Linked DNA regions of Mus musculus: all the other regions are linked to region 5. The links are chromatin contacts, called in public HiCAR-type and promoter capture Hi-C maps. All regions are on one chromosome and are shown on one strand. Each heading gives the region's core, a stretch centred on a gene start, on an enhancer-like site or on the middle of the called end of the contact. The rest is flanking DNA. Distances are from core to core; before and after follow the strand shown.

What was found. Promoter capture Hi-C pulls out the DNA fragments that hold promoters and counts their contacts. HiCAR-type assays count read pairs that join an accessible place to other places. Capture Hi-C pulls out chosen DNA fragments and counts their contacts.
Region 1: a promoter capture Hi-C map of liver shows a contact between it and region 5, with 2.2 times the contacts expected there. The contact joins the promoter of Nde1 here to the promoter of Mzt2 in region 5. A contact is called at or near these places in 2 of 39 promoter capture datasets (liver and neural stem cells), 2 of 484 Hi-C or Micro-C datasets (B cells and CD4 T cells), 1 of 115 datasets of contacts at active chromatin or transcription factors (astrocytes) and 2 of 9 other capture datasets (adipose tissue and liver).
Region 2: a promoter capture Hi-C map of liver shows a contact between it and region 5, with 2.9 times the contacts expected there. The contact joins the promoter of Ypel1 here to the promoter of Mzt2 in region 5. A contact is called at or near these places in 1 of 39 promoter capture datasets (liver) and 1 of 115 datasets of contacts at active chromatin or transcription factors (large pre-B cells).
Region 3: a contact with region 5 is called in a promoter capture Hi-C map of liver, with 2.8 times the contacts expected there. The contact joins the enhancer-like site here to the promoter of Mzt2 in region 5. A contact is called at or near these places in 4 of 39 promoter capture datasets (embryonic stem cells, hippocampal neurons and liver) and 2 of 115 datasets of contacts at active chromatin or transcription factors (large pre-B cells and stem cell-derived neural progenitor cells).
Region 4: a contact with region 5 is called in a promoter capture Hi-C map of liver, with 2.5 times the contacts expected there. The contact joins the promoter of Rimbp3 here to the promoter of Mzt2 in region 5. A contact is called at or near these places in 2 of 39 promoter capture datasets (liver and second pharyngeal arch cranial neural crest).
Region 6: a contact with region 5 is called in a promoter capture Hi-C map of embryonic stem cells, with 3 times the contacts expected there. The contact joins the promoter of Abcc1 here to the promoter of Mzt2 in region 5. A contact is called at or near these places in 5 of 39 promoter capture datasets (the 3T3-L1 cell line, cranial neural crest, embryonic stem cells and 1 more), 1 of 484 Hi-C or Micro-C datasets (B cells) and 2 of 115 datasets of contacts at active chromatin or transcription factors (astrocytes and stem cell-derived neural progenitor cells).
Region 7: a contact with region 5 is called in a HiCAR-type map of astrocytes, with 3 times the contacts expected there. The contact joins the promoter of Pdxdc1 here to the promoter of Mzt2 in region 5. A contact is called at or near these places in 1 of 39 promoter capture datasets (cranial neural crest) and 2 of 115 datasets of contacts at active chromatin or transcription factors (astrocytes and large pre-B cells).

The regions. Positions count from the first base shown.
Region 1 is chr16:14,161,917-14,165,484 of GRCm38.p6, reverse strand. Nde1 (nudE neurodevelopment protein 1) reads right to left here and starts at 2,210. Exons shown (of 9, transcript NM_023317.2): 1 at 2,117-2,210.
Region 2 is chr16:17,067,937-17,071,413 of GRCm38.p6, reverse strand. It overlaps Ypel1 (yippee like 1), which reads right to left and starts at 1,275. Exons shown (of 5, transcript NM_023249.6): 1 at 1,051-1,275.
Region 3 is chr16:14,193,032-14,196,835 of GRCm38.p6, reverse strand. It overlaps Myh11 (myosin, heavy polypeptide 11, smooth muscle), which reads left to right. Exons shown (of 41, transcript NM_001161775.1): 41 at 1,652-2,309. The coding sequence ends at 1,784. Among named protein-coding and RNA genes, the nearest start is that of Nde1, 32 kb to the right of the region's middle. Within about 2 kb of position 2,440, at least 17 of the 459 cell types and tissues checked have an H3K27ac peak or open chromatin away from gene starts, as enhancers often do. A contact at or near this core is called in embryonic stem cells and liver, where this site is marked.
Region 4 is chr16:17,205,903-17,209,651 of GRCm38.p6, reverse strand. It overlaps Rimbp3 (RIMS binding protein 3), which reads right to left and starts at 1,517. Exons shown (of 1, transcript NM_001033338.3): 1 at 1-1,517. The coding sequence starts at 938.
Region 5 is chr16:15,861,894-15,865,423 of GRCm38.p6, reverse strand. It overlaps Mzt2 (mitotic spindle organizing protein 2), which reads left to right and starts at 2,055. Exons shown (of 3, transcript NM_029354.3): 1 at 2,055-2,676; 2 at 2,881-3,026. The coding sequence starts at 2,501. It overlaps Gm41425 (a long non-coding RNA gene), which reads right to left and starts at 1,987. Exons shown (of 3, transcript XR_875934.2): 1 at 1,913-1,987.
Region 6 is chr16:14,359,325-14,363,083 of GRCm38.p6, reverse strand. It overlaps Abcc1 (ATP-binding cassette, sub-family C (CFTR/MRP), member 1), which reads right to left and starts at 1,526. Exons shown (of 31, transcript NM_008576.3): 1 at 1,441-1,526. The coding sequence starts at 1,488.
Region 7 is chr16:13,901,634-13,904,901 of GRCm38.p6, reverse strand. It overlaps Pdxdc1 (pyridoxal-dependent decarboxylase domain containing 1), which reads left to right and starts at 1,757. Exons shown (of 23, transcript NM_053181.3): 1 at 1,757-1,987. The coding sequence starts at 1,967. It also overlaps a transcript of Mpv17l not described here.

The sequences.
Region 1 (3,568 bases), core at 961-3,460, 1.7 Mb after region 5:
ATCAAAAACCAAGAGAATATGGTGTGCATTTATATTACTCATGTGTTGGTAACTTGCTTTTCAATGCCTTGGTGCTTGCTATCTTACGCCTCTGTGGACCAATTCAGGGACCACACAAATATGTTTGGTAGGGCAGGGGAGATGGCTCAACTAGTAAAAGGCTCTCATACAAACACGAGAGCCTGAGTTCAAATACAAAACACCCATGTAAAAAGCTGCACACTGGTGTTCTACAATCCCAGTGCTAGGTGTGGGGAGACAGAGATAGGCAAGATCCCTAAAGTTCAGCGGCCAGCCAACCTAGCCCAACTAAGGAGTTTCAAAAACTTAAAATAAATCAATACAAGAGTTAAGATGGAAAACAACAGAAGAAAGAGTCCTCTTATAGACTTCTGGTACTCCACACAGTACCTCTATGCTAACAAGTACACACACCACACAAAATTCAAAAAGCAAATTTTAAAAAGTACCTGTTTCCCGTAAGGTGGTTTTACACGTCTAAGAATTCATTTCAGCACGGGGTTTCTGTGTATGTGCAAAGTATTCCTGTGCATGAGGAGCCAGAAGTGGGGTTTGTGTGTGTGTGTGTGTGTGTGTGTGTGCAGGTGTTTGTGTGCATGCAGGGTCAGAAGTGACATCAGGTGTCTTCCTCTATCACTCTCCACCTTTTTAATTTTATTTATTTATTTATTTATTTATTTATTTTTGAGGTAAGGTCTCTCATTGAACCCAGGGCTCACATTCTCCTGCACTGGGCAGCAAGCCTCAGGGCCCCCCTGTCCCCCAAGCTGGGTACTGCAAATCACAGGTGTGCACCATCACACCAGCTTTTTGGTGCTGGGGACATCACTTAGGTCCTCACACTTTGAAATAAGAACTTTCAGTCCTTAGGATTGGTTTTGTTGGGAGGAGTCCCCCAAAATTAAGTCTACAAAACTGTCTGAGAACACACACAAGTCACACACCTCTAATTTCAAATTTCTAGGAAAGAAATAAAGTGATGTCTGAGTGAAGAAAGCTAGCCAAGCTGATCACCAATACTCGATGCCAATATCGAATGAACCAATACCCTTCTCCAGCCCAAGTTTATATCTCTCTCAAATAAACAAGACGTGAATGGGAGCCAGGTGATGGTGGACACCTCTAATCCCAGCACTTGGGAGGCAAAGGCAAGAGAATCAACTTGAGTTCGAGGCCAGCCTGGTCTATAGAGCAAGTTCCAGGTCAAACACATCAAGAGTCAGTCACTAAGCCTAGCTTGTCTTCTTGCTGCTTAAGTACAAAGACATGCGACTTCAGAGGGGTTGGAGGGTTGGTCATAGTTCTGTAAGTTCCTCTTACTGAACTCCATATGGAATTCTGAAAGGGGAATTACTTAAACCTCAAAACGGGCTGAATACCAGTGTGCTGGGGAAGAGAAGTGCGTGGTCAGATACCCTCAGGCTCTGGAGTAGTTTCTATCAGACTATACTTCAAAAGCACCCCTTCTGAGTCCTAAAATGTTATCCTAACACACAATACACAGAAACAGGTGGCAGAGCCAATTACAAACCTCCACCCAGCTAGAGAAGTTGAGCGAGGATCCGGCTAAAGCGCAGAAGGATGCACAACCTGGCAAAAAGTCGAGATGATTTAGGAAATATGAAGTCGCTCCGGAGTCAAGGTGACTCCGGGTTGCCCAGGACCTCAAAGAGGTAGAGGTGAGCTGGGCCAACATCCAAGGTGTGGGGTAAGCACTCTCACCCTTTGTCGGATAAAGTTTATCCGATCCAAAGTGCTGTCTAGGGAAATTTGAAACGTCCAGCGGCCGAGACCTATAGGCATCGAGGGGAAGGTTGGATATAGGTTGGTATCCGTGCGGCAGCAGTTGGGGACCCGGAAACTGTGGGGTGAAGGGGCAGACTAAGAACTCGGGGGCCTTGGGGCGGCGTGGGCATGGGTCTTGAGGACGTTCGAGGATAGAAAAGCAGCCAGCAGAAGAGGAACGGAGTTGGCCAGGGCGAGCGGCGGAGCTCACGGATGGAAGGTGGAAAGCTGAGGAGGGCAGGTGTGGGGGACACGTCGGATGGATGCTGCGGGCGTGGCGGAGACCCGCCCGCAGCCTGGCTCCACTTACCCAGCCCGGGCGGCGACGATTCCAGCGAGGCGCGGGCCGGCAGGCCTTTCTTGCCCTCCAGCCTCGCCGGTACTGCGCGGTGCGCGCCTCCCATTGGCTGCCGCTCTCGGGACGCGTCTGACTCGGCCAATCAGCGCAAAGAAGCGAGGTTTGGAAACTTTTTCTCTCTAGGCCCGGGCGCGGCTGGGCCAAGCCTCGGTGGGGGCGGGAGGGGCCGCAGGAGGCGCAGGCCACTGGCCCGGAAGGCGGGCGTGGAGAGGGCCTGCTGGCGGCTCGGTACTCGCCGTGCCACGCACTCTGGAACATCCGCACGCCTCTCCTTCACACTGGTTGCATTTATCTGCTCTTGCTCTTGCCCAAGAATAGACAAAGGAGCAATTGGTCGGAGAAACCCGGGCATTAGGAATAGCTGATATTGGGTTACACTTGTAAGTGCCCTACCCGATTCCAAAAATGCTATACTAGCCCAGAATGCACAAAGACAAAAACAGGCATAGAGAACGACAAACTTCCGCCCAGCCCACAGGACCCTTGTTATTCCACAACTTTACACCCCAAATAGAATCTTTAACTGTTGTGGCTTCTTCTGAGACAGAATAGTTTAATGTGAAAGAACTTGACTTTGAATCCTAACTCCGCCGCTTACTAGCTATGTGTATTTGAAACAAGGTATTTAATTACTCGTGGATAAAATGGTCGTCGTCGTCGTCCCCCCCCCCCCCCCCCGAGCTAAATAAATAAGTTTACAAGACTTTGTGCAGTGCTTTGTAAATAAGCCGGGCAGTGGTGGAGCACACCTTTAATCCTAGCACTCGGGAGGCAGAGGCAGACGGATTTCTGAGTTTGAGACCAGCCTGGTCTACAGCGTGAGTTCCAGGACAGTCAGAGCTACACAGAGAAACCCTGTCTTGAAAAACAAACAAACAGGGCTGGCGAGATGGCTCAGGGGTTAAGAGCACCCGACTGGTCCCGAGTTCAAGTCCCAGTAGCCACATGGTGGCTCACAACCATCCATAACGAAATCTGATGCCTTCTTCTGGGATATCTGAGGACAGCTACAGTGTACTTACATATAATAAATAAATAAATCTTTAAAAAAAAAAAAAAGTCATCATATGGTTGCTAGGAATTGACCTCTAGGAGATCAGTGTTCTTAACTGTTGAGCAATCTCTCCAGCCCCTTGTTTTTTCCTTTTTTGAAACACTTTTCCTATGTAACTTGGGCTGGCCTCAAATTTCTGAGTATTCCCTTAGCCTTATTTTTCAGTGGGATCACAGGCCCAGCTAATAATAATTTCTTAACGTTAAGCCATTAATTGTTCATTAATTATTAAATACTATTAGGCACAGGTAATTTTACAACCTGGTGACTAAGACAAAGAATCTGATCTTAAAGGGTTAATACAGTAAACGGAAACAGAATTTCAGATGCCAAATGTTGCTGAAGACTAT
Region 2 (3,477 bases), core at 26-2,525, 1.2 Mb before region 5:
ATCCTGGTAGCAAAACTCTTCAAATACAGCACCCCTGACTTTTTTAAGAGCCCACAGTATGGCTGGAGAGATGGGCTGACATCCTTTAGCACCTGCTGCTCTTGTGGAGGATCCATAACTTCGGCTCTAGGGGATCCGATGCCCTCTTCTGGCTTCTCTAGATACCAGGCACACACACGGTGAATATACATGTGTGTGTGTGTTTATTTATTTGTACCCCACCATACACATGCACACAGACACCCACTGGACCAGCCCCTAGGGGAGAGGGAGACGGGTACTCAGCAAACATTTGTTAACACATCTACCAGAACACAGCAGAGGTAAAGGGCCCTGGGTGATGGGTGAGGGTGGCTTACTCAGAGGGGCCTGGAGAAGTTCCCCAGAGGAGGTGAGCCTGGTCTTGGAACTTCAGCGGAGCGAGGAGGAGTATGGTCAATTCTTTGACAAGATACATTAGTTAAGGTGAATACATTGTGGATACTTATAAGGCAACTGAATTAGAAAGACCTTGGGCTGAAAAATGATGTTTTCAACGTCTATTATCTATCCAAAACAGAATTCTGCCGGCTTTCTATCCTGGAGCTCAGTACACGATCGAAGATGACCATTTGTGCAGTTATTGAGTAGAGAATATCTTATTTAGTTGCTACTGTTAGCAATTTACATTGATAAAGCCTAGAGCCACAAGTGGTAAACAATGAGGACAATTCCCTTTAGTTATTATTGTACAGGCAACTTGAAAATGCCACCCCATAATATTCTTTTATTGGAGGTATCTTCTGTATTTATTTCTTTCCCCATTTTTTAAGGTAGGGGAAAAAACAATGGGGGGGGGGGGGCGAAGAAAAAAGAAAGAAAGAAAGACCGGGATTTTGCGTTGTCTTCTAATGACCCAAATACCAACAGTTCGGAACATCAGAACAAAAAGTCAACGCATCCTCCGCACTCCCGCCCGGCCCGCCCGCGCCCAACAGGTGCTTCCCCGCCTCCCGGAGCCGGAGATCCTCAGGTCTCCGCAGAGAACCCCTGAGGCCCGCCCGTACTCACGGCCGCTCCGCGGTCCGCTGCGCCCATCCGGCCCAGGCTCGGTCGGCGCGAGCTCGGTTTTCAGGCGGTCCCGGTGTGACCCGGGACGCGCTCCGGCCGTTGGCGCCCACTCCGGGCGCGAGGCATCCTCCTGCCGCCGCCTCGCGGGCCGCCTGCCCTTTGTTTTGGACCCGTAGCCCAGCCCAGCCGCCATAAACGGCCTCGGAACGTGGCGATGCCCAATCAGTGTCCGAGCCCCGCCCTCGCGTTCCCGCCGCTCCGCCCCTCCACGCTCCCCGCCCCTCGCCCTGCCCCACGCGTCCACCCGCGCCCCGCTGCGCTCGGGGGACTGGGCTGGAACGTGTCCGGGTGGAGCTCGCCAGGAGTCCGGTGGGCTGGCCTGACGAGGAACCCAGGCGAACCGGCAGGTCGCGGGGCCGGTGGGGAGGTAGGGTCCTGGAAGGCCAAAGGACCGAGATTTTCCACAGGTTTGCGCCTCAGGCTGCAGGCAGGAGGACCTCTGCAGCTGGGTCCCTAGAGCGCAAGCTTCTTCCCTCTCTCCATACTGACCACCCTTTCTCCACTCTCCAAGTCGCCATCCAAGAGCCTCCAGGTCTGCGTGGACTTGAATTATGGAACCCCAGATTAGATTTCCTACCCACAAAACACAGGCAGTATCACCCAGTCTCCATGCCCACATCTGCGCTTCTTCTGTTATTTTTTTCTTAGTCTCTTTAGATCGATTTTTCAAAGCACACTGCTGAGGGTGAATGTACACATTGCAGGACGTATTTGCGCCCTCTAGAGTGTGCTTGTTAGGATTTATTGTATTGAGGATACCCCTAATTGATTAGATTGTGGGCCCTTTGAGTTGCCATTTACTTAGTGAGTCTCCCAAGTGACTGATTACTCTATTTTTGTATTCGTCCTAGCTAGGGAGTCTCATGTTTTTTTGGCTTTTAGAATATGATCTCTGTAATTCTGTAATTCAAGCTGGCCTCAACTATGTAGCTCAAACATGATCTTGAACTTTATATTTTAAGCTTATTGTGTGAATAAGCACATGCCTGTGCACCAGAGGTTAGCTCTGCTTCTCACCTACCATATTGATCCTGGATTTGAACTCAGGTCAGCAGGCTTGATAGCGGCACCCTCACTCACTGAACCATCTGGCTGACTCTTCTATTTTTAAAGAATTTAAGCGGGAGAGATGGCTCAGCAGTTAATAGCACTGACTGCTCTTCCAGAGGTCCTGATTTCAACTCCCAGCAACCACATGGATTGCTCACAACCATCTGTAACGGGATCTGATGCCCTCTTCTGGTGTGTCTGAAGACAGCGACAGTGTATTCACATACATGAAATAAATAAATCTTTTAAAAAATGTGTTTTTTTTAATAGCTTAGAAAATAGTAGGTTTATATACGGCATTTTCCTATTTCCTTAGCATTGGTTAGGCCTCCTCCAGCCTTCCTTTCCTACCCATCCCACTTCTAACACCTACCTGTTCATATCATGGATACTCCAGTGCCCTTTTCCAGCGTCCTGACTTCTGGAAGCACTCCAGGAAAAACACACAAATCCAAACATTTCAAGCAGCTAGAATCTGCTTTGAGAGAGAACATGTATCATTTGATCTTCAACATTTTTTCTGTCTGCTGGGAGCAGTGGTGCATGCTTTTAATTGTAGTGCTTGGGGGTGGGAGACAGAGACAGGTGGGTCTCTGTGAGTTCAAAGCCAGCCTGGTCTACATACCAAGTTTCAGGTCATCAAGAGCTATGTAGGAGAGAGACCCTGCTTTAGGAAAAAGAGCTGCCATCCTTTTAAAGCTCATGGAAACCTCTGTACCCCTTCAGTTTCAGTCTGTATGTGGCTGGAGGTGACATATTTAACCTTGAGATTCTAATTGTGCAGCCTGCTGGGATTACAGGTGTGCACACCTGGTGCATTTGATGCTGAGACTGAGCACAGAGCCTTGGCACACTCTGCTAGACTACACACAAGGAGCCACAGCCCAGTCACTCTGGGTGCTCTGACTACTGAGAGACTTTAGCACATCAGGTGGAGGCACATGCCTTTAATCCCAGCACTTGGGAGGCAGAGGCAGGTGAATTTCTGAGTTCGAGGCCAGCTTGGTCACAGAGTGAGTTCCAGGACAGCCAGGGCTACACAGAGAAACCCTGTCTCAAAAAACCAAAAGTCACGTATCCAGACTCCAGGCTTTTCCTTCTTTTTCATGAGTTCTATTTCCTTACGAATTTCCAAGTTTCTTTTATCTTAGATGACTATAAGTCCCTGTTGGTTTTGCTAAGTTAAAAACACTATTTCTTTAAAAAAGAAAAAGAAAAAACTAAACCCTAATTTTGACAAGATTGAAATGTAAACTAAAACTCTGACTCTGTTACACAATATGGTCCCGGCCCCTGGCAATCTTTGTGCATGAATCA
Region 3 (3,804 bases), core at 1,191-3,690, 1.7 Mb after region 5:
ATCCCCAAGGATACAAGGGGGATCAGAGGAGCCCCCAGTCAGCAGGAAACAAAGTCTGATTTCCTGTGGAGACTTCTCACAGCACCTAGAATAAACTAGGTTATTAGTGCTTGGAAAGATCCACAGTTCTCCAGAATGAGACCCTGGAGGTTTTAAAGCAAACCTGTGTTTCAGGAGCCCTATAACTGAGAGTTGGTATCAACCTTTTGTCTTGGATTTAGAACTGCTTCCTCCTATAGTGATCCCTGAGCTGGAACAATGCCGCTGTAGTCTCTTGATGAGAGGGTATGACTTGTTTCTGAAATGTAGGGATAAACCCTTTGAGTCAACAAATATAAACTGTTCCAAACGGCAAAAAGTGTCTAGAGCCTTAATGTAGACTTAGACACTCTTTCTAGCCCCAGGACACCACCCATTGGGTTCAGAAGCCAAAGTGTAGCCATGAGGAGAGGGGCACTGACTGTCATCCCTCTATACCACAGTCCAGGCCCTTCACCCTCTCAAGAGAAGAAGCCCTTCTGAAATGGCCCTCTGAAGCTGGCCCCAGTGTCTTATTCTGGGAGTGGCTACAACTTTAAGCATTTATTCTTGATTGCTACATCTCAAGAAAACCCCAAAGTGTTTACACAGGGAGGCCCCTATCTGCTGTGTATTACCTGTCTAATGTGTTCCTTTGGGGAAAAGAATGGGTCAGTGGGTGGGCACACCATCATGGCTTCTCCCTCCAGCCTCCTTATGGCCAGCAAGTTGCTTTTGTTACCCAATGTTGGTTTTCTAAACTGTACTAAAATGTGTTAGCACCTGTATTCACATTCAGGTCAAACAGGGCTGTGCTGACCCAACAAGATCATGTGTTAGGTCACTGAAAATCCACATAACCTTTTGTGATAGCAAAAGCTAGCTTCAAGTAAACTGACCTGTCCCCCTTTCTGTCCACTTTCCTCTCTTGCCCAAGGCTGCATGCTATATATCTAGCCTTTCCAGTAAAATCAGCCACTTGGATAGCCAGGATGGGTGGGACATGCAGAGGCTGAAAGCTGGAGTAGTGAAGATTCAGGGCTGTCCTGCCCACTAGAACAAAAATGTACCTCAGATTAACAATTTTTCAACTATTCATTTGAACATCTACTTTGTGTTCTGCATCATGTGACCATGATGAGGAAAATACACTCAAATTAGACACCATCTCTCTACCATGGGGGAATCTCAGAGCAGGAAGCTACACACCAGCAGATGGCGCTGTGTCACCCTTCAACTAAAGCTTGTACTCTGAGAAACTCTCCCTCTCCACTTTGAAAACCTAAAATCATGCCTTTTTTTTATTCCTGTGGGAAATTATAGATAAAACAGCACTAGGCCTGCTGTTTTATCTATAATTTTACAACCTTCTACCTGATGACACCAGGCCTGTGCGCTACCCTACACCTGTTTTGGCCTTTTTCTTTTCCCAACCCAACACAAGACCAGAATCCTATTTTAATATTTTAAAACCAATAATCCCATGCCAAATGAATAGATAGGACTCACCCTGAATTTGTTTGTGACTCGTTCATGTTGAGTGTGTGTTTGATCTCACCTTGATCTTGCCTCTTCCAATCACTGGGAGATTTTCTTACTAAAGACAAGTGTATTTTCTGTTTCAAACCCATAGGAGAGGAAACGAGGCTTCATTTGTTCCTTCCAGAAGGGCTGGGGGCCGTAGAGTTATTGAAAACACAGATGGTTCTGAAGAAGAAATGGACGCTCGGGACTCAGACTTCAATGGAACCAAAGCCAGTGAATAAATTCAGGATTGGACACCATGTCAGGGAAAACAGAACACTAAACGACAGCAGAGCCCAGCAGACTGCTTAGCACTTGTGTCCATTCGTTCTCAAGTCACAGAAATCACTCCACCCCTCACCAGGAGTCAACCACAGCCCTGCACAAAGGGTGTGAATTCAAGTTCTTAGATGGGCTATCAGAGAAAAATCCAAATAAGACGTACAGGTCAGGAGCCACAGTCACCAGCAACTTTGTTTACATGAAATGAGGAAGTTACATGAATGGGTGCCACAGCCCCCAACCCACTCCCAACCTTTCCCTGACCTGCCTGACCTTCCAGTTTGGGAGGAAATCCCGTTTGAAAATTCCCTTCCCTTTCCTGCCTGCCACACCTCAGACACACAGTTCACTTCGCCCAAGTGACTTTTTTAGTCATCTGAATTAAAAAAAGAAACACTGCTCCCAGAGCGAGCGGAGCAGAGCAATCACACTTATTTGCACCCATGGTCACTTTCACTAATAAAAGGTTGTAAGTCACGAGAAAGGAGTTGGCTCTTCTGTCCAGCTGTTGTCTTGGCAACTCGTTTAATCCTCTCAGTGATCCCACTACAAGAAAGTGTACACGAAGCCCAAATGAATTCTGTGTTTAGAACTGGGCCCTGTGTCCAAGCTGCACAAAGATCGCAGCATCCCCCAAACACAAAGTCCATGGTACTTCTGGACCCAAGCCTTTTGAGGGCAGCACATTCAACCAATATTTTAAGTACAAAGTTTCTTTCATCTGTTTAAATTGCAATACAGTATTTTGGCCTAGCAGAGGGGGTCAGCAGGACACCTCTATTAAGGCCAGACATGCAGTATTTAGGACTGCTGCTCACTACCCACAGTGCAGGCCTGATGACCTGAGTTTGATCCTTGGAATTCACATAAAGTTAGGTGTACTCTGACCACTACATGAGTGTTGGGGCATATACTCTCTCACGCACAAATAATGGACTTAAATACTTCAGATTTGTAGACCACATCTGCCTCTATAACACATTCATCTTCAAACAAAATGCGCAAAACCATTAAAAACAAAACAAAAAGCAAAAACCACTTAGGGCATGGTGGCCCATGTCCATAATCCTTGGGCTTGGAAGGCTGAGGCAGGGCTGACCATAACTCCAAGGCTATCTCACCCTACCCCCAACAACCATTTAAGAAAAGTGTTCTTAGCATGAAAACCCTACAGAAGCAGGCCAGGGCCCTTTAATTCTCCAACTACAGTGCTTAAGGGAGACAGGGAGACATGCTTGGCAAAAGTTCTAGCCATGCAAACTTTCCTAAAGCCCGACTCAACAGATTTAAAAAAAAAAGATAGGAAATACTGAAAAGCTGAAAAGCCAATCAATCCCCTGCCGATTGCTGCTATAGCTGGAATGACTGACAAACATTTCCCTGACATCACTGCTGAAAAGCTGACTTCAATAGAGATTTTTACAAATCAGATTCAGTGTGCAAGGTGCTTGCTTTGCAAGTATGAGGCTTTGAGTTCAGAGCCACAAAACCCAAATAAAAGCTGGGCATGGCGGCACACTTCTGTAACCCCACCCTGGAGGAAAACCTAACCTAACGGTGGATACAGGCTTAAAACTAAAGTGGAAAGAAGACAGACAGCACCCTCATAAAGGCAGAGGGGAGGGAGGAGATGGGGGCTGTGAGATGGGGGGGCTTGTGGAAGGGTAACTGGGAAGTGGGATATCATGAGATGTAAATGAATGGAATAAAAAAGGGGGAGGAGACACTAAACATCAATCTCTGTGCATATGTGTGCAAACCTGTTTATTTACATACGCCACACATACAACTGTTTACTTACATACACCACGCATACAGTTGTTTACTTACATATACCACACATACAGTTGTTTACTTACATATACCACACATACAGTTGTTTACTTACATACACCACACAGTTGTTTACTTACATACACCACACATACAGTTGTTTACTTACATACACCACACATACAATTGTTTACTTACATACACCAC
Region 4 (3,749 bases), core at 268-2,767, 1.3 Mb before region 5:
GAGGTGTCTGGAATAGACGCGCTGGTCGCAGGGGCCCTTACCTCGGATTCAGAAGCCTGGGAGCAATTCAGTGTGTTGTCCAGTGAGCAGGAATGTGCTGTTGCCAAAGATTCGAGGGAGCCGGCGCGCGTGGGCAGCAGGTCGTTTGGAGAATGAACCCGGACGCCAGTGTTCAGGCTTTCGAGGGATCCGAGTCGACGAGCAGGCTTTGGGGTGCCACCAGTGTTACTCTGGGCTTCTAGGGGCGGCTCTTCCAAGGAATGCGTGGCTTGGGGGTCCGCGGGTCCCGGTAAAGCCGGCTGCCAGCGGAAGTGCTCTAGGATGTATTTAAGGAATAGCTGGCGCTCCACGTCTAGCGCCGCCTGCAGGTGGCGGATGCGCGCGGCTTGTTCGCCGTCGGTCTCCCAGCGCAGCAGCGCCAGCACTTCCTGCAGGCGACAGCGGCATTGTGCCGCGGAGGCTTCGGATGCCCCTGAGCGGCTGCAGTAACCACGGTTCACTAGCTCCTGGGCCAGCTGACGCTGAAGCTCCCTTGCCTGGCGCAATACAACATCGCGCTCCTGGTGTAGCAACTGCTGCAGCTGCCGCATCTCTGCCTCCTTCCAGCGCAGCAGCTGCCGGATCTCGGCCTCACGCTCGCGCTGCACCTCCTCCTGCAGCTGCCGCAGCTCCCGGAGGCGTCGTGCCTCCCACTTGGAGCGCAGATGGTCAGCCAGCTGCTGCCGCTCCTGCTCAGCCGACTCCCGCAGCTGGCGCGTCTGGGTAGCGAAACGCCTCCGTTCCGACCGGCCGCGCGCGCGCTCGCCCTCCAGCTCTGCCCGTAGTTTTTCTAGCTCTCGTCTCTGCTCCTCCAGCACTGCGGCCGCTGGGCCGGGGCTGCTTGGCTTCTTGGGCGACGCGCGGCCACCACCCAAGGGGGTGGGTGAGTCCTTTGTCATTGTGGCCGCAGCCCGGCAAGAAGCCAGAGAGATAGTTTGGTATTGGTAGGCCAGTTAGCCAACGGCCTCCGCCCCCGGCCGCTGCCAACCGCCCCACGCGCCCCTTCCGGCGCCCCTAGGTGCCCTCCGCGCGCCTCTTCCGCCTTGGGGGCGATCTCCCTTATAACCTGTCGCCTCCCCACAGATTGAGTGCCTTTCGCTTCTTCCTAAACTCCTGAGACCCCTTTCAAACTAGCCTCTGAACTTCCCCGGATACCCCGGGCATATTTCGGAGCCCACACATATCTGCTTTAGGGCTTTTGTGACCTGTTCCACTTTCGCCCTGGCAGTGTGCAATCCTTTCCAGAATTAGATCCCCAGTAGGGTTCCTAGATGATCGCTGATCCTGGGCCTGAGTAAAAATGGATTCTGGTCAGATCTCACCTGGCTCTACTAGGGTTTCTGGTCGAGTTTTGAAATTAGGTAAACTTCTTACAAGATCTGCTTAAATTTGTGGTTGAGCTCTGAGCCCTAAGTGGCTATAACTCCTCTGTTCCTACGCAGGACCCAACATGCTAAGCCTTTTCTTTGTTCTTTTTCTTTTCTTTTTTCTTTTTGGTTTTGTTTTTTTGTTTTTTGTTTTTTTGTGTTTTTTTTTTGTTTTTGTTTTTGTTTTTGTTTTTTTTGAGACAGCGTTCCTCTGTGTAGCCCTAGCTGTCCTGGAACTCACTCTGTAGACCAGGCTGGCCTCAAACTCAGATATCCGCCTGACTCTGCCTCCCAAATGCTGGGATTAAAGGCCATCACTGCCCGGTGCCTTTTCTTATATCAACTGAAACTTTGTGTTGTTTGTTTGTTTGTTTGTTTGAGACGTGTGTGTGTGTGTGTGTGTGTGTGTGTGTGTGTGTGTGTGTAGAGCTGGCTGTTCTGGAATTCACTCTATAGAGCAGGCTGTCTCTGCTTCCCCAGTGCTTGGATTGCAGGAGTTGACCAACATGTCTTGCATCTGAGCCTTTTTGAATCAGCAGGTGGCAGTGACTGAGGATTGATTGCACCCACCTCAAACATGCTGGGCAAATTTTATACCACTGAGATTCATATCCTGTCTCTGTTTCTGTCTGTCTCTGTCTCTCTCTCTGTGAAGTAGTAGTAGTACTAGTAGTAGTAGAGACTGAGCCCAAGGTCTCATTTAGTAAGTAATAGGCAAGCACTTTACTATTCATTATATCTTCAGTCTTCAGCCCCTTTAAAAATGTAAGATGTTGGGGCTGGAGAGATGGCTCAGTGGTTAAGAGTACCAAATGCTCTTCCGAAGGTCCTGAGTTCAAATCCCAGCAACCATATGGTGGCTTACAACCATCTGTAACAAGATCTGATGCCCTCTTCTGGAGTGTCTGAAGACAGCTACAGTGTACTTACATGTAATAAATAAATAAATCTTTAAAAAAAAAAGTAAGATGTTAAGATGAGCAGTGGTGGTATATCCTTTTAATCCCACCATTCAGGAGGAGGAACCAAAGCCATGTTTTCTGCAAGATCAGCAAGCACCCATAACCCTTGAGCCATCTTTCCAGCTCCCCAAAACATTAAAAAAAAAATATATATATATATATAGTCTCACTCTGTAGCTCTGGATGGCTTAGAACTGATGTCTACTGGGCTATCCTAGAAGTCACAGAGACCTTGCCTGGAATAAAGGTATGCAGCACCATGCATGAATGTCTGTTTGAAGTTTCTGGTGGTGGTGGTAGTAGTGGCGATGGTGGAATTTTTTGTTTTGTGTTTGTCTTTGTTTTGGAGACAGGGTCTGGTCTTTCTATGTCCTGGCTGACTTGGAAGTTGCTATGTAGACCAGGCTGGGCTCAAACTCACAAAGATCAACTTGCCTCTGCCTCCCAAGTGGGATTAGAGGTATGTGCATGGCACTATACCCATCTCCTTTTTAAATTCATATTTGAGTTAGGATGTTGCTAATTTGTCCAGGCTGACCTTGCACTAGTGGTCTTCCTGCATCAGGCTACCAGACAGCTGGGATCACAGGTGTGCACCCTACACCTGACTCAAACCTACTCTTGTCCTCTTACCTACTGCTCACTTTTTCCTGTCTTTTGGTATTGATTTGGTAGTTTTCTACTCCAAGGAGCCTTTCTGGACTCTCCAGGCTGGGCTTAGAGTTCCCAAGATGCTCTAGCCCACAGGGTTGCCTTGATGACTCTACATACAGCTGCTTTACCTTTGAGGAATGGGTATGACTAGTAAACCTTTGTGTCTCTGCCCAGAGCAAACTCAAAGCAGGTAAAAATGGAATGTCTTTCCCATGCAGGTTGGACCAGGCAGATAGAAAGAACATAGAGGGTACTGTACTTGGTCTCCAGGCCTACCCAGTTCCAACACTCAGCAAACACCTGTCAGCAAGCTTTAGGGTGTACACCGGGCATGGGGGTATTGGGAAGAGGCCTGAAGGTGGGCAAGGAATGAAGCTTCAGCCAGCTTGTTGGTAAGGTCCAGACCTCAAACGAGGGACAATAGACTCTCCTCTTTCCCTCAAGGAAAAACAAGACCAACAATGATAATAACACCTAATGCTGGGTGGTGGCCCATGCCTTTAATCCCAGCACTTGGGAGGCAGAGGCAGGTGGATTTCTGTGAGTTTGAGGCCAGCCTGGAGTTCCAGCACAGCTAGGGCTACACAGAGAAAATCTGTCTCAGAAAAAAAAAAATCACATATATAGCTATTGTCTGGCTACTTTAGTGTAGATCAGGAACTTTCCTCCTATCCGGTTCCTCCCTGTTCTTCCAGGCTCTGGCATTAACTGGCTTACAAAAAACCAC
Region 5 (3,530 bases), core at 806-3,305:
GAATATATACTTGCATGCAACATGGTTGTGAATGTATATGACACTGAGTCACATGTGAGCATCTGAGAGTATAACAGTGTGAAAGAATACGTAACAATATGGGCCTTAGTTAGGGCTTCTATTCTTTTGATAAAACACCATGACCAAAATCAACTTGGGGAGAAAAGGGCTCATATTATCTCACAAGTTGTGATCCATCATCTGTGGAAATCAGGGCCTGAACTCAAGACAGAACACAAAGGTAGGAGCTGGTGCAAAGGCCATGGAGAAATGTTGCTGGCTTATTTCCCATTGCTAGCTTAACCTGCTCTGATATACCATCCGGGACCACATGCCCAGGTGCGGTACCAGCCATAGTCACCTGGGCATTCTGGTATCAGTCATCAATTAAAAAAAAGATGCACCCCAGGCTTGCCCACAGGCCATCTGATAGGGTCATTTTCTCAATGGAGGATCTTCCCAGATGACTCTATCTTGTGTCGTGTTGGCAAAACACTAGCCAAGACAGTGTGTGTGTGTGTGTGTGTGTGTGTGTGTGTGTGTGTGAGAGAGAGAGAGAGAGAGAGAGAGAGAGAGAGATTTTGTATGAGCATGTTGTGTGTACATAAATGTTTGAATTTTTAAGTGCGTATTAGTACAAGAGCCCTTTATTAAGGTCTCTAAGTCTGTGCAATTTAGTCCTCTGGACTTTCCTAAAGTTGAGGCCATGTATGATTATGTCAGAATTATATGAAAATGGCGGAGTGACTTATGTGAGGGTCCAATGACCCTACCTTGACCTTCCTTCTATGAATGGACACTGGCCATCCATGGACCTGAGGTGATATACTCCTACAAACAGGCAGAGCTGATGGCATGCAGGTAACAGTTGTCTGGCTAGGGAGATGATGCTGTGCCTCACTTCGATTTGCCTCCAGTTTGTACTCTTGGGCATTCTGACCAATAGGAGCTGGTTCCTGGAGCCATCAATCCTACAATAAACTAATGAGGCAGGGAGGCCCTACATTTACATCATGGCCACAGTTCTGCGAAAACCTGAGATATTCTGGAATCCTGCAAACAAGCACCTGATGTTCCACCCTGGGAAGCAGGTGCCAGATTAGATGCACATACATCCTGTAATGTCTGCTCCTGGAGCCAGACTCATTCCCCACAGCCCACACTGGCTCTTCACAGTCACCAGCAGCTTACTGTCACCATGGTCCTCACTGTGACAGACGCACCATTCAACATGGAAATGGTGTTTAGTCCTTAGATCTGGACCTTGGTGACTGGCCAAAGGTTCACCAAATATGAAGACCGGAAGTGCAGAACCAGGGAAGCTGTGTTCAGTATAAGGAAGAAAGAAGGAAGGCTGAGAACTGACTAGATGCTCTAAATTCTCCCCTTCCCGGTAATGAATACGTTTTCCCCTAAGAATGAAGACTATTCACCCAATATATTTTTATATTGAAAATATTTTTTCATACTCTATAATCTGATCATGATTTCCCTCCCTTACCTCCTCCCTGAACTTTGCCACTTCCCTACCTTCTCAAGTTCTCTCTCTCTCTCTCTCCCTCCTCTCTTTTCTAGCAAATAGGCACATTTAAAAAAAATCAAGCCAGAATAAAACAAATTGAAAAAATAAAAACACCAATCAACAAACATACACATACGGATACACACACATATGCAAAAGACTAGTAATGTAAAATGGACAAAGCATCAGGAGACAAAATATCTCCAAGAGTGCCCCCGCACAAATTTTAGATGCCCCTCCTGGTCCCCTTTCACTGTGTAGGCACTTCTGGACGGCTCCCCCGGTCCACTCTTTCCCGATGGCAGTGACAATCATGGTAACCGGCCAAACATTTGCAGTTCTCAACACACCGGCCAAGCTAACGTGTTGAGTTCAAAATGACCATCCTACCTATCTTCAGAAATAGACGCCGCTATCCAGACACACAACCCGGAAATAGCGTCATCAAGCTGCGCGTCAGGCCACACCCCTGCCTACTGGGAAAAGCGGCTCAACCTCCCGGGAAAAGCGCCTGCAAAAGCAAAAGCCAATCAAGTGCAGAAGCAGTTGGCCACAAGGCGCGTGCGCAGTGACGTCCTCAGTTGCTCTTTACTCCCCAAGTTTATGTATTTCGGGGTCGGGGGACAGGAGTGCGTATCCGTTTAAAAGCAAAGCTGTTTAGGGACCGTCAACAGAACTGGTAATTACACGAGATCGTGAATACTCGTCATCCAACAGGCATTTGCTAAGTACCCGGTATATGCCAGGTACTATTCTGGGGTCTGCTACCTAAGCCAGCAGTCCAAGTCTGATCGTCAGGCAGTGATCAGCTTCCCACCACCCCACCCCATGCCTAGCACACTGCCCTGTGCACAGTAGACGTTCCGAACAAGTCAAGTAACCGACTGTGTAAAGGCCTCTTGGAACTCTCGCCTCGGTGCTGGAGCTGTTGACTTGCAGAGACTCTGTCCAACACAGATCCCTTTTCAGGCTATACGAATGGCGGCGGCGGCGGCTGCTGCTGGTGGTGCTGCACTCGCGGTTTCCACAGGATTGGAGACAGCAACGCTGCAGAAGCTGGCGCTTCGGCGGAAGAAAGTGCTGGGGGCCGAGGAGATGGAGCTGTACGAGCTAGCTCAGGCTGCTGGCGCCGCCATCGACCCCGATGTGTTCAAGTGAGAAAGCGGGGGTCGGGACTTTGAGCTCATACTCCCTACAGATAATGCCGGCTTTAGGACTCCTCATTCCTGCATCTGCTACTCTAAGATATCCGTGTCTCTTTAAGGGGTTTCAAGACGGTGACCCAGCTGGCGCGACTCCTAGAGCATGTCCGCCCTGTGGCTTTCAGTATTCGCTAAGCACTGCATTTGTTTCCCCAGGATCCTGGTGGACTTGCTGAATCTGAATGTGGCTCCCCTCGCCGTCTTCCAGATGCTGAAGTCCATGTGTGCTGGGCAGCGGCTGGCAAGCGATCCCCAGGACTCGGTGCCCATATCTCTGTCTACATCCACATCAGAGACCCGAGGTTAGAGATGGGCTGGGTACTTCTGCCTAGAGGGTGGCCGAGGTGGGGAAGGAGTAGAGAACCTCGTGCCGGCTTGTCTTAGAATTGCTCAACCTGTCTATAGGCCTCCTCCCAAGGTCTGCAGACCCATCCACCTTTCAGGGACTTTAGTTGGCTCCACCTTTCGGATTGTACTGCTGGACCAAAGACTGGTCCAAGCAAGCTAGACTTGGTCTTTCTGACTCCCTCTCACCTCTTCATCATGCCTCCATTGCACAGGTAGAGGAATAAACATGGCTTTGGTCTCCATCTACCACACAGCCTCAAGGAAGTGTTCAGAGAGCAGAGCAGACAACGCCTCCCCCTCCGAGGGCCACGTCTAGCTCCTGTTCATCTCAGGCCAGGCCCGAACACCTCTCATCTGGGGATTTTTTTGGGTTGCAGGACTGAAGCCATCTGATTCCTTTGGGACAAAAAGTAGAGGTCTGACAGAAAGATTCACCCAGTTCTCAGGTGTGAATGGCC
Region 6 (3,759 bases), core at 277-2,776, 1.5 Mb after region 5:
ACCCACACTGTGGAAAGAGAGTTCCACACAAGTCTGATGTGCGCATGTGCCATGGTATGCATACACTCAAACATACACACACACACAATATATGTATGTGTGTGTTATATATATGCAAAAATAAAATATGCAAACTGGTAGAAAATCTAATGTCTACTTCCCCTCCACCATAAGAGAAAAAAGAAATTCAGGAAATACTCCAGCACCCATGTTAGTGACCCAGATCCCCCTGAGTTCTTGCAAAATAACCTCGTTGTCTCTACACTTGGCACAAGGGTAGAGGACACACAGTGTTCCTGTGTGGCAAACAGGCACCTATCTCTTGCAGACTCCCGAATGTAAATCACAAGCTCTGTTTCCAGCTCTGGAGAAACCTCCAACCTCTTGGCTTTAAAATGAACCATTTATCCAAGTATGGTAAGTTTCTCAACCAAAATTGGCACCCTCCTCACCCAAAAGTCTCCCAGGGGGCCTTCAGGGGTCATCATTCCTAATGCAGTCTATCACGGAGGTACCACAAAACAGAACAAATACTTGTGGGCGCTAACCATCAGCTGCTAAGAAACAGGGATGTTTTTCTTGTTTCTCAAACAAAAAGAAAAGTCATTGTGTCCAGGGTTTCCTATTGTAGTCACTAATAATCAGGACAATGTGATGCAGGAGTGTTCTGGAATAACAGGCAAATCGCATTACAGGAACAGCATTACAGGAACACGAAATACACAAGCACTGGAGATTAGAGCAGTCAGCCAGGGAACCCAGCCTAGGATCATTTCACAAGAAAGCTACCTGGAGAGGGCCTGAAGTCCCCGGGACATCCCCAGAGCAGCGGAGTCTCTCTGACTCAGAGTAGAAGGCACTCTCCTGGTTACAGAGTCCAGGGCATTTTCCACTGCACCCCAAACCTACAAAAAGAGACAGAAAGGCCCTTCTCCCCTCTCTTGGCTTTTCCTTATTTCCTTAAAGTTCCCTGATAGCATTTAGGCAGAAAGGAGAGAGGATGAGAAAAAAAAACATGAAGCCAGAGTAAACGAGAGGTAAAACAAACAGTGGGGAACCCCAACACAAGCGATGGGAAGTCCCTTTCTAGAGTCTGGGCTCCTGCACGGTGCTCTATGATAGTGTGTGCGCGGTAAACGGAGATCCTACCCCCACAAAACACAGAAAATCCCCAATTTGCTGCCTCCAGATCTGGCGTCCCTTCCCGATGGCAGAACCCCAAAGCACAGAGGCACCTCCCCGCACACACCCAGCTCTCCCGGAACCCGGTCCCCAGAGTAAGAGAGCGGCGGCTACGCCGGGGCCCGGGTGGCGAATCCCCGCGTAAGCAGAGCAGGGCTCCGGCTAGGGGAGCAGCTGGGTCCGCGCGTCCCAGCGTCCCCCCACGTCCTCCGAGTCCCCGGTCGCCCCCGCGCCGTCCCCCGCGGCCCACCACCTTACCCAGAGTGGATCGGAGCCATCAGCGCTGCAGAAGCTGCGCAGCGCCATGCGGGCGGCCGGCTGAGCGAGGAGGCGCAGCGCCGCGCGGTTGGCCCGCGTCACCGGGATGCAGCCCCGCCCCACCCCGCCCCGCCCCGCGCGTGGGAGCGAGCACGGCCACGAGTTGCCCTGGCCTGGGCCTGCAGGCCTCGTCTGCAGCTCCCACTCACTGGCGGCTCCTAAAGCCGACACGGCCCGGAAGAACCCCGCACTGGGCCCTCCACACCTGGGCTTCATCCCAGGTGACCCTAACTGTACCGCTGGCCCCCCGCTGCGGGAGAACGCTCGGTGCTTGCGTGATTTTAGGGCTTTTTCCTTCAGTTGCACCTGGAGGGATATGGATGTGAGCTCCCAAGAAAGGAAAGAGAACAGATAAGGAAACTGAGGCTCAGAAAGGTGAGGAAATTCGCTCAGAGTCCCTCAACGAGTAGAAGTGTAGTTCGTTTGAATCAGGAGCCCTATGAATCCATTCTAAACACTGAGATCTCCATCCTGAACACCAGTTTGCCACCCCTCCTCCATGGTCTGCAAAGCACCCTGGGAATTTCTCCCATTCTGAGTGCAGCCAGGAAATAACTCATTTCCTTATTACTTGGTATGAGGAATTTGGGGACAGGGTTTCATATAATAACTAAATCTGGCCTCTAAAGCACTATGTAGTAGAGGATGAATGACCCTGAACTTGTGAGCCCCTCTGCCTCCATTTTTTTTTTTTTTTTTTTTAAGACAGACTGAAGTTTCTCTATGAAGCCCCTGGCTGTCCTGGAACTCAATTTGTAAACCAGGCTGGCCTCGAACTCAGAGATCTGCCTGCCTCTGTCTCCCAAGCTCTGGGATTAAAGGTGTGCATCACCTTTCCTCCACTTCTTATTACCCCAGCCACCTGGGGCGCTGACAACAAAACCCAGGCTTCCTCCTAGGTTTTGTTGTCAGCAGGAACCACTCCACCAGCTGAGCTATGTATACCCCTGAAAAAATATTTTAATTTAAAAAGTAATAAAGAAAATGAGTAAGATAAACAATTTTTGAAGGTCAACCACAAGTCAGGTCCCCCTCAGTATGAATAAGAGTTTGGTGGTGGTGGTGGTGGTGGTGGTGGTGGTGGTGGAGGTGGTGGTTGTAGTAACAGCATTTACTTCTATGTGTGTATGTGTGTGGGTGTGTATATAAACTTGTGCTTGTGGAGGTCAGGACAGCCTGGGAGAGTTGTTTTTTGTGGAACTTTGTGGATTCCAGGGAGCTAACTCAAGTCATCAGGCTTGGCAGGAAGTTTCTTTACCTCTGTGAATAAGTTTTTTAAAGATAATTACTTTCAGGTAACAATTCTCAATGCACTGTTACCCATATTTATTGAGCATCTGCTGTATAGCAGGAGTCTTGCTAGGCTCTAGCAAGCTAGCAGCTGGAATATGCTCAGATCTGACAGACGGGAAAGTGGAGCTGTATTTTCATGTGTTTTAGTGATAAGGCAACAGATCTTAATGACATGCTTTCATAATCGGAAAGTGTATTTGAAACTGTTGCAAGATCCAGGAAGGGGATAAAGAGGATCAAGGGGGCCAGGCCTGCTCAGGTAAAAGTCTAGAAGGCTTTCTGAAAGAAAGCTTTTGAGCTAAACACAAGCATGGTTGGGATTCCAGCCTGGGCTGGGCTGTGTCTTGAGCTGAGGAAAGCAGCCTATAAGAAAACTATGAAGCAGCCAAGACTGGTGGTGAACGCCCACGATCTCAGTACTTGGGAGGCTGAAGGAGGATCTTGAGTTCGAGGCCAACCAGGACTGCATGAGACCCTGACACAAAACGTAGAACAGAGCAGTTCTGGTGACAAAGCTTAGCTGGGTAAGTACTACTGCACAAACCTGAGAACCTGGAGTCTGGACTCCAGCATCCATGTCAGAAAACGCCCATGTGTCAGGGCACATCTGTAATGTGGTCCTGGGGAGATGGAGACAGGCAGATTCCTAGAACTCAACAGCCAGTCAGCCTAGCCCAGTTGTGAAGTCTAAATTCAGTGAGAGATGCTGTCTCAACAAATAAATCAGAGACAGCCAGTGAGATGGCTTATCCAGCAAAGGTGCTTGCATGCAGCTCTGACAACCTGGTCTCCCAAGCCCACAAGGTAGCAAGAGAGGATCGACTCCTGAGGCTCTTCTTTGACCATCACTAGTGCTCCAGAGCACATCTGCACCTGCACTCACACATATACACAAAATAAATTTCATTTCATTTGAAAATTAAGGGGAAAGGTTGGGCAGGGCTCCACACACCTTTAACCCTAGCA
Region 7 (3,268 bases), core at 508-3,007, 2.0 Mb after region 5:
TCTTTATTACATTTTTATTTTGTGAGCTCTTGTGTGTGTGTGCATGTGTGCCACATGCAAAAGTCAGAGGACAACTCCAGAGTTGTTACTCTTTCCACTGTGAGTCTCAGGGATCAAACTCAGTCCGGGCTTAGTGGTAGAGGCCTTTACCTCTTAAGCCATCTCTACAGCCTGTGCACTGTTTTTGTTTGCTTGTTTTTATTTTGCTATTTGCTTACAAAAAATTGTGAGTGTGTAAGCACGCATATGCCAGTCGGAGAGCATCTTGCAGGAGATGGTTCTCCCTGTCCATCAGACTTAGTGGCAACCACCATTACCATCAGCACCTTAGCTGTTTGGTTTGGAGTCACCAAGCCAAGTTGTTTTGGACTTCGGCATCTCTCCTAGTCTAGCCTCCAAATCATGAGGTGGAGGAGGAGACACTTCTTGTACCTCTGCCTAAAAAAAATAAGTCTTTAATAATATTGAAGTGTTCAGAGTTGTAATGTACCAGCACAAATATTGATGGATAGTTATCTGAATACACATGTGATAAAAAAAAAGAAGAAAATAGCAACTAATCTAGCTAATGGGCACATGACTGTTCACCGAAATTCTTTTGTCCTTTCTACAGGTTTGGAAATTTTCATAACACATTGTTTTGTTCAAGCAGGAGCACATCAGTTTTCAGTCTTTGAAAGGCACCATTTCAAGCCAGGCGTGGTGGCATACTCCTTTAATCCCAACACTCAGGAGGCAGAGGCAGGCGGATTTCTGAGTTCGAGGCCAGCCTGGTCTACAGAGTGAGTTCCAGGACAGCCAGGGCTGTACAGAGAAACCGTGTCTCGAAAAACCAAAAAAGAAAGGAAAAAAAAAAAAAAGGCACTATTTCATCACTTTTTTTTTTTTTTTCCAGTTAACTGGAGAGTCACTCAAAAGCAGCACACACGATTTCTTTGCTAGGAAATGTTAACAACACAAGCAGGCCATTTATCCAAATACAAAGTAGAGACCGCCTGCAGATAATTACTACACTGACAACCCGACCCAACCTGGGGGTTTGGGGGAGCATGCTGCATAAGAAATAGAGAGGGTAGGGATAGCTTTGTGGTTTTTAGCATCATCAGACTTCTGTGCAGGAAGTTTCACTGACCACAATGGTGGTAAGATCCCATTTCACCTACCCATCAGTAGTGGAGCAATGTAGGAAACAAATCCCACGGGCTCTTACTCACTAAAAACGCACTACCCCCACCTAGCGGGTGTGAAGCGGGAATAATGAGGTGTACTGCCGGGCTGCAAGGGACTAAACCTAAAACGGATAATAATGACCTCCATATCAAATTTCTGCTCTGATATAAAATGGAAAGGCAACAGACCTACTATTATCATTATTATTACCCATCCTCCGACAAGCCATCATTGTGACATGAGGGAGGACGCCAGAACAGCGGCCTCGAATTCCTTTCTGTCTGGACTTCTGAGGAAAGAGCTGACAAAATACATCATCCCGCGCATGCGCAAGGGTGAGCGCTGGTCTTAGGCTGCTAAGGTAAATAACTACTCCATTCCTGACCGGTGTTGACGGCGGAGGACTTGAAAGCCTGGCTTGGGCCGTGCAGCTGAGTCGATAGTATTTTACCTGGTGGATATCTCATTGCGACGGTCGTCACAGGCTTCAAGTTGGACCGCCCTATAGACGGGGTTCTTGCCACCAAGCAGCGTTAGGACCGGCCGGCGTGACGCCCAAGTACGGAAGCCTAGAAGGCCCCGCCCCGGGAGGCCCCGCCCACCCGACGGGCCTAGCCCCGCCTTCAGCAAGCCGCAGGATACCTGCGGGCCGCGCTGCGGGGCAGCTCCTCCTCCTCTCCGCCCCGCCGGCTGCGGGCGGGGAGGACGTCAGCGCTGCCAGCGTGGAAACCGCTGCGGGCCGCGGGAGGCGGAAGTAGTGCCCAGCACCGCGGGCCCAGCACCGGACGCCTCAGCCATGGACGCGTCCCTGGAGAAGGTACGGAAGGAGCGGGCGGCGCTGTGGTCCCGGGTCTTCGCCACCGGGGCGACTGGTTTCCCCGTAGGACTAAGGAGTCTCGTTGGAGGAGGGCGGCCGGGCCGGGCCGGGCCGGGCCACGTCACGGGGCCCGGTGGCTGAGGGGAGGTGGGCCCGGCGCTGTCGGAGCCGGCTTTGGCTTTACCGAGGCTCGGCGTAGGACCCGGCCTGAACCCGCGCTGGTCCTGTAGGGTGACAGGAGCAATCGGTGTGGGCCCCAGAAGCGTACGGGAAGAAGTCCTAGTTGTCGCGGAGGCCCCTGCAAAAGCCACAGATGTTCAGTGCTTTCCAAGTTAGGAGACAAATTGTAACTTTTGGCGGGCGTAGGAATCACCTGGGGACCTTGGTGAAAACATGGCTTTGCAGCCTCGGGTCTCAAGCTCGGGTGGGCGGGAACTCAGTTTGTAGAGTTTAAGAAGTTTCCCCACGTGATTCCGATGCTGTAGCAAGCAAACCCCAGACTAGAACCCCTGGTATCCAGAAAGGGTTGGGTATTCTGTAACTGGTGAGTTTATTTGGGGGCTGGGAAGAGGAGGTGGTCCCAGCTGGTCTCACTACGTTTGGGTTCCTCTTTCTGAGTGAGAATCATGAGAGGACTTCAGGTCAATTCCAAGTCCATGGGAACCTGTGTCTAGCCCTGCTCACCCCTTGGGGCAACAGCAGCTTGATGGATCTGGCTACCTACTCGGGCATGTTAAATAGACTCTAATTGTTCCCATCTAAGGGCTGGCTATTGAGAACAAACAGGTCCTTGGGTTTCTTCATGGACTGTGCTTTCAGTGCCTAACGTTCTGTCCTCCCAGTCTTTTCTCTCTGTCCCTTCTCGAAATTCTGCTTATCCGGTATGATGTAAAAACCTAGCTTTCCCTACAAGTGAAATCAATCCTTCCTTCCATCCTCCCCACCAACCCTCGCCCCCTTCTTCAATCTCTCCTTGTTCAGTCCCCGGTTTTGTGAAAGTAACCCTGGCTCTTCTGTAACTCTCTGTAGACTAGGCTGGTCTCGAACTTAAAGTGATCCTCCTGCCTCTGCCTCCCAAACTGCTGATATTACAGGACTTGTTGAAAGCAGTAATTGTAGAAATTAAGCCAGATGTCTTCATGTGCACACAGTGGCATATCTTGCTCCTCGGCTATTTCAAGTATAAATTGGGTGGAAAGCAATCAGAGAAAAAGATGTTTTTTTTCCTTGATTCTTCTGACGAGCATAGTGTCGACTTTTTGGTACCATGAGCTTCACTTG